2 separate regions of the Triticum aestivum genome follow, and region 2 is linked to region 1. The links are chromatin contacts, called in public HiCAR-type maps. All regions are on one chromosome and are shown on one strand. Each heading gives the region's core, a stretch centred on a gene start, on an enhancer-like site or on the middle of the called end of the contact. The rest is flanking DNA. Distances are from core to core; before and after follow the strand shown. Region 1 has its middle 34 kb from the start of LOC123093781. Region 2 has its middle 14 kb from the start of LOC123093783.

Evidence for each region. HiCAR-type assays count read pairs that join an accessible place to other places.
Region 2: a HiCAR-type map of leaf shows a contact between it and region 1, with 7 times the contacts expected there. The contact joins two enhancer-like sites. A contact is called at or near these places in 5 of 5 Hi-C or Micro-C datasets (leaf, root and an unstated tissue) and 1 of 1 datasets of contacts at active chromatin or transcription factors (leaf).

What each region holds. Positions count from the first base shown.
Region 1 is chr4B:640,837,515-640,843,030 of IWGSC CS RefSeq v2.1, forward strand. No RefSeq gene overlaps it. Among protein-coding and RNA genes, the nearest start is that of LOC123093781, 34 kb to the left of the region's middle. Within about 2 kb of position 2,352, at least 7 of the 8 cell types and tissues checked have an H3K27ac peak or open chromatin away from gene starts, as enhancers often do.
Region 2 is chr4B:641,107,174-641,112,689 of IWGSC CS RefSeq v2.1, forward strand. No RefSeq gene overlaps it. Among protein-coding and RNA genes, the nearest start is that of LOC123093783, 14 kb to the right of the region's middle. Within about 2 kb of position 2,483, at least 5 of the 8 cell types and tissues checked have an H3K27ac peak or open chromatin away from gene starts, as enhancers often do.

The DNA.
Region 1 (5,516 bases), core at 1,102-3,601:
TCGTTGGTTTCGCTCTGGCGGCCAGCGAGGGCTGGATCCCGGGGCGGCGGCCCCGGACGGCGGAGGTTGTGTCGGTGGCTGTGGTCTCGCGACGGGCGATGCAGCGGCCGCGGTGGTGGACGATCCGTGCACAAGACGCTTGATGGAGGCCACTGGAACAGATTTGGGTGAAGACCTGCTCGCGGCTGCTGCCGAGGCCGGCGATGGCGGCACTTTTCGGTGTCGTTCCCTTGTTGAAGGCATCGCTGTTGAGAAGTTCCAGGCCACTATCTGCTACATCCGGGGGAAACCCTAGATCAGTAGACCGGATGACGGCGACATTATTGTGTCGTTTTCCTCTTGTGGTGTCATTCTTGGAGGTGTACATGGGCTCGAGGGACCAGTGGGTGGAATAATTGGTGGAGCGGTGCTTCATCCTGCACATTAATGGTGGCATTTCTCGGTGGCGTGGCGCGGTGGAGACTCGGCGCCCGATGTTTGGCGAGGGACTCGCGCAGGAGGGTGCCGTTATCAGGCGCCGTGGTGGCATCGATGGCAGAGAGGCCGGGCAAGGTGGTGCAGCAGTACACACTGAAGATGGATTGGTGGCAGGTGGCTGCCGCGGCCTTATACCCGGTAGGCGTCCTGGTTGAGGAGTGCGCCGGACTGGTAGGTGCCCCATACCCGGCAGGCGTCCGGGTTGGGACCTCAGGTCTTAGATATTTAGGTTTGGCTGTGATGTCTGTTTGGTATTAGACCCAGACTATCAGCGCCCCTTCATCAATTGGATAGGAGTAGCGACAGTTGTTGCATAGACGGTGGCTTTAGTCTTACTGTTGTATCACTTTGTAAGGTCTTATGAGAATAATTAATAAAGTGGCCGTATGCATCGCCCAGATGCAGAGGCTGGGGGTTCTCCTCCTTTTCTAAAAAAAGCGATGAAAATGAGGGGCGGTGGCGCAGCCAGAAAAAATGGAAGGAGGGCCGGATGGTGTTAAAACTGATTGGGGAGGGCCAGTCTATAGAAAAGATAGGTTTTTAGCAACAAATAATCACCAACAATGCACTTTTCATCGGCAAATTAGGAGTAAATCACTGATGTTAGGGGGGCAGGCCTCTGGTGGTCCCCATGTCTCCGCCATTGATGAGGGGTCGCCTGTTCCGTTCTGGGCTCGATGGGCAGTCTACACTGAAGGACGGGGTGCTCGTTAGTGAGGTTTAATTGCTCGGAAGTGAAATGCTATCTGGGTGTTGTAATTTACTGGATAATCGAGTCAAAACCGTCTTCTAAGTCTGGATACGAGCATAGGGCAACTCGACTTGCTTATTATTGCAACAGAACAATGGATTGAAAATAGCAGAAGCATTGGGCATAGCAAAGAGGACCTAGCGGGATGAAAAACACAACCAAAACAATACATGTTAAACCAAGTAAATTAAACGTAGTAGCAAGCATTTCATTCTTGTAGAGTGAATAACTGGGTTTTGATGTAACAATCATTTCATAGTTGTGGAGAAAAACAATTGGATTTTGATAGATGTGAAGCACGCGGCACAAGGTAAACTAAGGGAATGGCTAGATGCTAGTCGATTGAGAAACGAATTTGGGCCAGTCGATTTTGTTTCAGCTGTTGGTTGAAAAATAAACGGCGCAGGTTGCTTCTTCTACCTCCAGATTTCTTCTTCCACCCGCGACCGCCTCGCCGCACCGCCTTCCCCTGAACCGCCCCCACCGCCGGTCTTGCCACCACCCCCGGCCCATCTCTCTAGCCCCGGCCACGTCCAGACTTTTTGTCCGGCGAAGCCCCATCACCGCCCACGCTAAACCCTAAGATAGATAATGGGATAGCCCTTTGACGAGCTCCTTCCTTCTTCTTCCTTCATTCAAAATCGACTGACCACAATAGCTAAAGTCAGTCAATTGACATTTAGCAATTGCGATAAACTTACCCATGAGGATGTCCGAACTTCCTCGCCGAGATCCCATGACCGATCGAGCCATCTTGCTCACGATCTCTAGCCACCATTCTTAACCTGCCTGTATTTTTCTATACAAAAATGCTCGGCCTGGGCGCTCGATTCAGGAGGATCACCTGCATGCGGGCTGCAGCCACCTTCGCCTTGCAGCGTAGGATAAGCCAAGGAGTTTGGATCGTCTAGCTTCTTGGGAGCCGCGCGAGCGCAGTCACTGCGCTGTGCGCTGGCTGACAGGTGGTCGCCGAGCAAATCTGGGCCCGCGTCGCAGCGGGTGACATGGTGCGCGCTCGCGGCGGAAGATCCATCCCGCGCGGCAGCAGAGGCCTGCACGCACAGCTGGCCCGGCCCGCGGCGCGTGCAGTTTTGTCCTGAGTATAGGCTTACGTGCACTGGCTTCCTTACCCGCCACTCACTGGCATTCCGGGTCCACAGGGCTGTGGCCCAGCTGGCGGTGGCTGGCAACGCCATGCTCAGAGGAATCAATAGCAGGGAATGAGAGCCTGCGCCGACACTGCCACGCTGTCCGCCGCTGCCAAGGCCACGCCTCCTGCCAGGTGGGCCCCGCGGTGGGGACCCAGAACTTCGCTGCGGGGACACAACAGTTGCTCTTCTGTTCCTACATCCGGAGGCTTTCATGGCTCGTGTACCGGCTGCTGCTGGCCTATCTCTCGTTGTACTTACCGTTGAGGGAGTACTGTGTCGGCACAGTGTGAAATTTTGTGGGAAAAGCTGTAAAAAAATGCAAAAAAAGATAATATAGGGAAGCGAGTTATTTTCACGACTTTTCCTCGAACGATTGTGGTCCCGCTTGGAAAAGTTCATGGTGCTTGTTCGGCTAGTTACCACTTCTTCCAGGAGATCCAAGCCAGAACTCACAATATGGCGCTTTACGCTTTTCTGATCCGCATCAGCCATCTAGTGATCGGCACACGGAGAGCTGAGCGTAGCTCAGTTGGCAAGGCGCGGGAATTCACAGCCAGCCCATCAGGATTCAAGTCTCGGCTTGAGCGTTTGGTGCTAACGGAGTTTTCTTCTATAAAAAAAATGCCAACAGGCTAGTCTAGTCTGGGTTGGTCTCGTTTTTTTAATCGGCACACGAGTTCTAGAAAATCGCAAATTAAGCAAGTGGTTGCAAAGATTTGGCCAAAGGTGGTTGAGCTGTGTGTTTTTCGAGAGAGCCACCCTCATGGTCAGCATGTATGACTGTTTCACCCGCAAAAAATAGAAAGCATGTATGATTGTCACTCATTTGTTCTTGCGTCGAGTGGTTTCCATGGTTTGTGTATTCGGGGAACGTATTCGGTGCACCGGCCCGGTTCATGCACAAAATGCGCCCGGGATAAATGAATGAGCCATTGGATAGAAAACCTAGGGGGGGTGTGATATAGCTGAAGATGGATAGCTGGCACATTTGCAAAATAGTCCTTTTATCCACGCTCATCATCTCACTCTCCCATCAATAAGCATGTCTGTTTTTTTTTCAAACAAAAAGGGTCATATATTTTGAACCAAATGTCTGATTTTGAAACCGTTTGACTTGTTTCAATGAGTTTTTTGAAACAAGATTAATGTCGATGCATTCTCTGTGTACTAGCCCATCCCTACCGTTTAGAAAGAACCATGTTATAATAAGTTCTTTTGCTGGTAGATATAACCAGTAACAAAAACCCGGTATCAGCAAATGAATAAGGTAATTATTTTCGCAACTTGTCGCAAACAATCATGATTTTACTAATAGTGAAAATTCAAGCTACTTGTGTACTTACTTTTTTAGTTGATGTAGTTATCATTTCTGTCCGAGTAGCAAGACCTGAGCTAGAACTTGTGAAGGGATATTTACATTTCTTTGCTTCCCATTAGGCATGTGGTGACCACGGTGTTATTATGTGAGCTTTGTAAAATTCCGTATTCACCGAACGGCAACAACAATATAGAAAGGAACCACGGTTGGGATGCCCAGGTGTATATATCTTTTCTTTTATTTCAGGTGTATATATCTAACTATGTAATAAAATATACTCCCCTGTCCCATAATATAAGATGTTATTAGAACTGATATACAAGTATTCTCACATATCGGTTGTAATAACATACTCATATGTCGGTTCTAAGAACTTCTAACATACTCATATATCGGTTGTAATAACATCTTATATCATCTTATGAACGGAGGGAGTAACAACTGTCCTACTAACAAGTAACATTATAACCCTGAAACTAAAATCTCTACCTATCTCGACACAAATTTAGGGTTCGCTCAACTTGCATCTTGGACAGGCGGAAAAGCGTCGGAAGCCTAGGATACTAACCATCTGATCATCTTTGCCGAAAACTGTTTGACTAGTTGGGCCTATATATATATATCAACATCTGCATCCTTTATTTGCTTTGAGCAATGAACAGTTCTCCCTCACATGACAACACTATGGATGATCCAGTTGCCCCAGACCCCAGTTAAAATTAACCCTCTTTCCAGCGGTGTCCCTGTCCCCCCCACAGGCCACAGTGGGTGTGTGTACCCGTCAATGAGCAAGCCATGAACAGCGCGGAGGCATGGAAGCTTTTTTTGTTCTGCCATTCAGATCCACACTGGAGCGCCCGATCGAGTACACACACTGCGTACAGTACCCTACTGTACACGTAGTTGTCAAGGTCACGGCCTTCACACTTTACAGGTTAACTAATGCATGGAGTACTACCTGCAAATCAATAATTCCTCCCAATCTCATCTGCGTGTCATCGACTGCCAAAATCGCTCGTACCACGCGTGAGAGGGGAAGGAATATGAGACGCTCGCATGCAGCCATCGGCCCATGCATGATTGGGCACGCCGTACACACGGCGTCGGCGTTGCTCTCACTCCGCGTCCGCTTGAAAGCGCCATGTGTGATGAAAAAGCGATGCATGCGCCCTGATTAGCTTTCGTTTTCATGCAGCAGCTTTCTTTGACTAGGCGTGCTCGTGGAGTTTATACACACCACTATTTATGCCAGACACATTGTGTGTGTACATGCATTTTACGTAGCGTAGCACAGTATATATGCAAGTATGCATGTGGGGAAATGAGGATATTTGAGCACGTTTTTTTTTTGCGAGGTGATGTGAGCACGTCTTAGGATCCGACCCCTGGGGGCTTTGCATGTGGAAATTATATGGTGGGCGGCAGAGAAGGCCATAACGTGATGGAGACCTGCCGAAAGTTGAGTACGTATCAGTGTCACACCAAGTGACACTGTATGTCTGTGTGTGTATTATTACCAGGTTCTTCTATAACACTCCTGCAAAATCTTGTGTACGCATGTTCTAGTTCCGTCTTGTGTGGTACTTCAAGCGATTAATGTTGCACTGAGCACAAAGTCTAAACTAAGGGTATCACTATTTTTTCATTTTGCCGAAATATATGATCACATATAGTTTGTCCTACAATTTAGGCGTCCTCTGCATTGAGTTGGATTGTGATAATCACGCTTTCCTAACCAGGTCTGCCCATTTTAGCGTTTGGTTAACCAACCGTTTTCATCTTTCGTATTAGCTATTTATTCACAACAGATTATAAAGTA
Region 2 (5,516 bases), core at 1,233-3,732, 270 kb after region 1:
CGGAGCTGCATACGGATCGAATCCGATGTGCCGTGATTTGATCTCATCCGTCAAATGGTACTTGTCTATCTAGATGAAATCGGAGGGAAAACCCTCTTTTGCTCAAAAGGGAACTTGTCCATCTAAGAGAACTTGTAACCCGCGACCATCCAGATGTCGATGCTAAGTTTTCCTCCTTGAAAGGCAGACAATGGGGGCTGGCTTAGACATACGAAAATTCTCGGAGTAACATGGAGGTCCATGGGTGAAAATAAGAGCTAACGCTGCGCGTTGGCCGATGCTCGGAGACCCTCATCACAATGTCGTATTTGTTGCGCTCGTCGTTATGCAACACCATCATCGTTGCAGTTACCGTCATAGCCGTTGTGGTCGTTGTCATCACAGCATCGCCACCGCTGCAGGCGTCGTTGTGATAGTATCGTCGTTGTTGTGGTCGCCGCCATCGCAACAACGATGTTGTTTGCGACAACGCCTTGCAGCATGGTGATACCCTCTCAACTCTGGCTTGCAACACCCCAGTACTCCCCTCCATCGACGCCTGCCTGCAACACAGTCACAAGACCTCCGTCGTGGATCCGTCCCATGCCGCCGGCGAACAATGCCCCCTGAAGCACTGGTGCTCACCTGCAACACAGGTGCAAGACCTCCATGGATCGAATCCGATGGCGAACAGTGCCCGTCTATTGCACTACCTAGAATAGTTTTGTAGCATTAGGCAGCGGGTTTGGTCCGCACCGCGACGGCGAGCGACACACGCCTGCAACACTGGCACCAATTATAGGATGCCATGCCATGGCTCTGATGAGCTTAATGCAGCCAATCGATCTAGAGCTTGGATGACAGCCCGTTGCAACACAATTGTATGGAGAAGAGAGAAGGGAAGCGAGAAAGAGAAGGGCAGCACGAGCTCGACCGTTTTTAGCGATATGGGAAAGAATACCGTTTCCAGCGAGAAGCTTTGGCAGAGAACGCTCATGTGGGACCACACATGACAGCGTGGCGTGCCAGCGAGGCAGCTGATTTCAGGAAGAAATCAAATAGCCATGTGAAAAAAAATAACTGATTTCCAAAAATAAGAGGGGGTTAGAACATCTCCAGCTGGAAATGGCTAATTTGACCCGCTAATTATCTACGGACACGTCCGCTTTGAACCCTATTGAACATTACCCGACCATGTCCGCTTTGAACCCTATTTGTCCGTGTTGTCCGTGAACGTAGTCGCGACCCATCAAATTGTTCGGACACATGCATATAATTGATGGGATGACGGGGAAAAGGAGAAGAAGGAAAAATTAAAGATAGAAAGTCATCTGAAGTGGGTTAGGTCCGAGTTGGTTACGTTCGGACAGCCCCATTTCCTCCTCACATATGGGATAGATTTCGATTCAAATAGCCCAGACATATATGAACGATTTGGAGGTCTGTTTGAAGATGGTTTTTATGTCCAGACACTGTCGTTTGGAAGGTCCGAGTAAAGATGCTCCAAGTGGAGAGAAGGACATGTACGGCTGTAACTTCCTTCCACAAGTGAACCGTTCGTCAGTCTAGCATTTATACTGAATAATGTGTGCTAGCTAGGGGATCACCCAGCAGGCCAGCAGCTACTCCTGATCTCTCCAGCTGGATCATTTCACTGCCCATGCGATCGATCTGCGATTAACCATGCACGCAACACAACTGGCGGCGTAATAGTGACACTGTCCTATACCCTTGTTCCTGCTTGCGCACATAACTTCTGTGTGTACCCGCTGCACTGTACATATGCGACACCGCCTGCCACTGCCAGCCTCGCCGTGATTACCCACTGTAGGGACGTCATCTCATCTCATCTCCCTCTCACAATGTCAACACGGCATCCAGTAACTTTTCCATCAGGGAAAAAGAAACTTTCTACAGTGCACCCTTGTGAACAGTAAAATTGAAAAAATAAACAAATTCTAATGATTATAAAAACTTTTGGCAGCAAAAAAATTTCTGAATGTTCTATGTACGTGCAAATTTCAACGAGAACTAACACTCCTAGTGCTCTGGGAAAAAAATTGTTGCTCCAAAAAGACCATTTCAAAGCATTTTGATGTGCGCATTTTGTAATTTTTGCCCAGACCTAAGTGAATATGATTTCGTCGCAGAAATTTGCACACATGACAAAAAATAAGCAATCTTTGTTGTAAAAAAATACGAGAAAATTTTAAGACTATTTTCAATTCTAAGCTCCAGATTAGAAGGACACTTTCCGTTTCTACAGAGTAGCAATATGTAGTACTAGTAACGAGAACAAAAAAACCTAAGAAAAACGACTATAAAATGCTGATTTTTGCTGACACTAGTACAGTACAAATTTTTTACTGACATTATTAGCAATAAATAAAAATAATGGCGACCCATCCTGGCTAGCGTCGTCCGGGTCGGTCCAGGGTGTGTGAAGCCTGGAGACTTCGGCCCTGCCTGTGCATGGCCCTGGATCCTGGGGTGTGCGCCTTTGCAGATCATCATTTGCCATGTTGCGCAGTCAATGGCACAACGTCACATGCCTACCACGTTGGATCTCAGACCACGTACTGGTGCCTGGTGCAAGCTGCTACTAGTCGCCAAGATGTGTGGTGCAGTGTGTAGGTGACAAAGTCAGATCGCCCGCCTGCAACCGGCCCAGGTAATGGCTGGCTGGCTGGCCGGCCGTCCGTCCAAGCAGCAGGTCTCTGAATGTACAACATCACGGAGAGTGCAACATGTATGTGCTACTGTATACTCCCTCCGTTCCTAAATATAATAAGTCTTTGTAGAGATTCCACTATGGACCACATACAGATTATATAGATGCGTTTTAGAGTGTATATTCACTCATTTTGCTTCGTATGTAGTCCATAGTGGAATCTTTACAAAGACTTAAAAATTCGAAAATCATATTCTGAAGTTTCAAAACAATCTGAACAAAATGCACAAGCACATAATGATGTATACTACGTACATTTATGCAAAAGCTTAAGATGAAGTGAATGTGAAAAATCCAGGTTCCATGGAGCCCTGGATTGCATGTATCTCAAAGCAGTAGTATATATAGCAAGGTCTGTACATGTATAATATGCTGATTGCATCATCAGTGATTACAAAACTGAAAAGAGCAGATGACAAGTCATTGGATAGCTTCACAGGGTCTTAAAGAAAGAACCAGCAGAAACTTGACCCGCTTTTCTATATAACTCAACAGCAAACTGCGACTTAAAATGGGGCTAAAAGGATCTTGACGATCATCTCGGAAAGGGACATCTGGAGAATCGAAAAGACAATCAGAAGCAACAAATATACTTGCATATACAGGCATTAAAGATCACATCACATGTTAAGATGGCACAAATGTTCGGGTACTGTGCATGATCCTTTCAGGCATACAACCAGATACCGCAGGCAACATATATTACACAGAGCTGACATTATTTTAGGCACCAGCTAGCTACTACGACGCTTGATCCTGCTGCTTATGTCGCAATCTGCATACATTTAAGTTAAGAACATACCTATATGTGTGCATCACAACAAGATTTTCGAACTAAACCAAGGGGAGAGCATATGCCTTTCACTTCAATGGGTTTCCTGGGAGGAAAAGGTCCTCCTTCAGTACATGCTCCCATTCTGACGGTGAGTGGCTTAAGCTTAGCTGCTTCTCATGCAAATTCACATTTGCAGGTTTCCTGAGACTCCTCAAGTAATGTGTACTGACGTACTGCCTTGCGGTTCTGCTATCCACTTCATCAGATAAGGCTCTGCACCCAGCATCACCAGGCAAATCAGTATTCAACAGCATCAGGCAAATCGGTCTTCTGAATTAGCTCCTCACGCGCGCCGCGGTCAGGTTGTTTTCTTTCAAAGCGACACACCCAATCATTGGAATGGAAAACCTCCTGTCCCCCATTCACGACGTTGCTATTGTTAGGTTCGCATCTTTTCAGGACTTGCAGCCTGGCCATAACAGCATCTTCAAGCTCACCAAATCCATTTTTACTTGTTGCTTTGCTGTTTGGAGCTCATGAGCATGGCCATAAAAGCATCGCGTGTTTTGCTTCCTCACTACATCCTAGCTGATCTTATGTTGGTGTACTCATCCAATGAGCTTGTATCGTAAAGTCGTGAAGTGCAGCAATAGTAGTAGCACCATCAGCCTCATCCCCTTCATTGATACTTGCTTCGTAAAGTTCTTTGATGGTGCCCTCCACTAAAGAGTTTGTACTATCATCAACAGCATCATCAAAAAAGTTGTCATCAACAACACACCTGTCCTGTTACAATTATGTATATCTTTTTGCTGCTCAGTATTGCCCTCATCACATAGCTTCAAAACTTTCAGTCAAGCAAACACATCAGCATCAAACAAAAGCACAATGATATGCGATTCAAGTATATGACGATTAACCAAGAATATAGAAACATTCAAATAATTTCCTATTACCTATTCAAACAAAAGCCCAAACTATAACTAGTCTGTTAATTATAGTACCTCGGCAAAAGCTCTCGGTTGATCGTAGTCATAGGTCAGCACCAATCTGAAAGTACCTCAGTAAGTCAGCAGACATATAGGATGTGAGGAAACAAAAAAAATGCTTTTCTGAATTCACATCAGTAGAGGCTTTTGAAAGGACGGCTGTAAAATGTCCAGGAGTGTAGGAAGAACAACACCAAGGTGAGTTATTTCGTCCCATAAAGTACACATGAATAATTGGACTTCAGTAACTACAGAACTGTGTGATCCCGTCCCAAATACTTATTGGAATACAGGCATGTATTACATCAAGAATAAAGAGTTCTACTTCTCTTTATTTGACGAGTGAGTAGGGATGTTACCTCTCAACCTGTCCTAAACAAGATATGATCTGCAGTGATAAAAAGGAAAAATGCTAGAAACAATAGAAAATGCAATGCACCTCTTTTTTCTTCCTTGCGTTGTAGCTTGAAGGTTTGTCTCGACAGCAAGATGAGCAATTCGTGGTGCATACAATGAAATAAAACAAATACAAATTAGGAAATTAGCAACAGCAAGATGAGAAAATGAAGATGCATTGAAATAAAACAAAAACGAACGCGACATGAGGTTAAAAGTTACAAAATGGATGCATTGCTGCATCAAAGCACAGGAGTAGATTATCTTGAAGGAGAGAATCCAAGGTGACGTTTTGCATGAACACGTCATGCACACACACCATAGTTTGGAATGTGAGACCATACTTTGGTGTGCTTCCACTTGTTTAGAGAGCTCCGCTGTAAAATTAGGAAATTGATCACAAGATATCAGAAACACGAAGGACAAAGTTTGAATACTTAATAAAACAGTTAATAGTTAATAGGGTGTTGGAATACATAAACAGTAAAAGACAAAGTTTGAATAGTTAATAAAACAGTTAATAGGGTGTTGGAAACTTGGAATACATAAGCAGTCCAACCGGAGAGTGTAGGCCTGACATTTGCCAAGATTTGACCTTGGATTCAAGAATCTGTTAAAAGGGTTCTAAATTTTTGTAACAGAATAT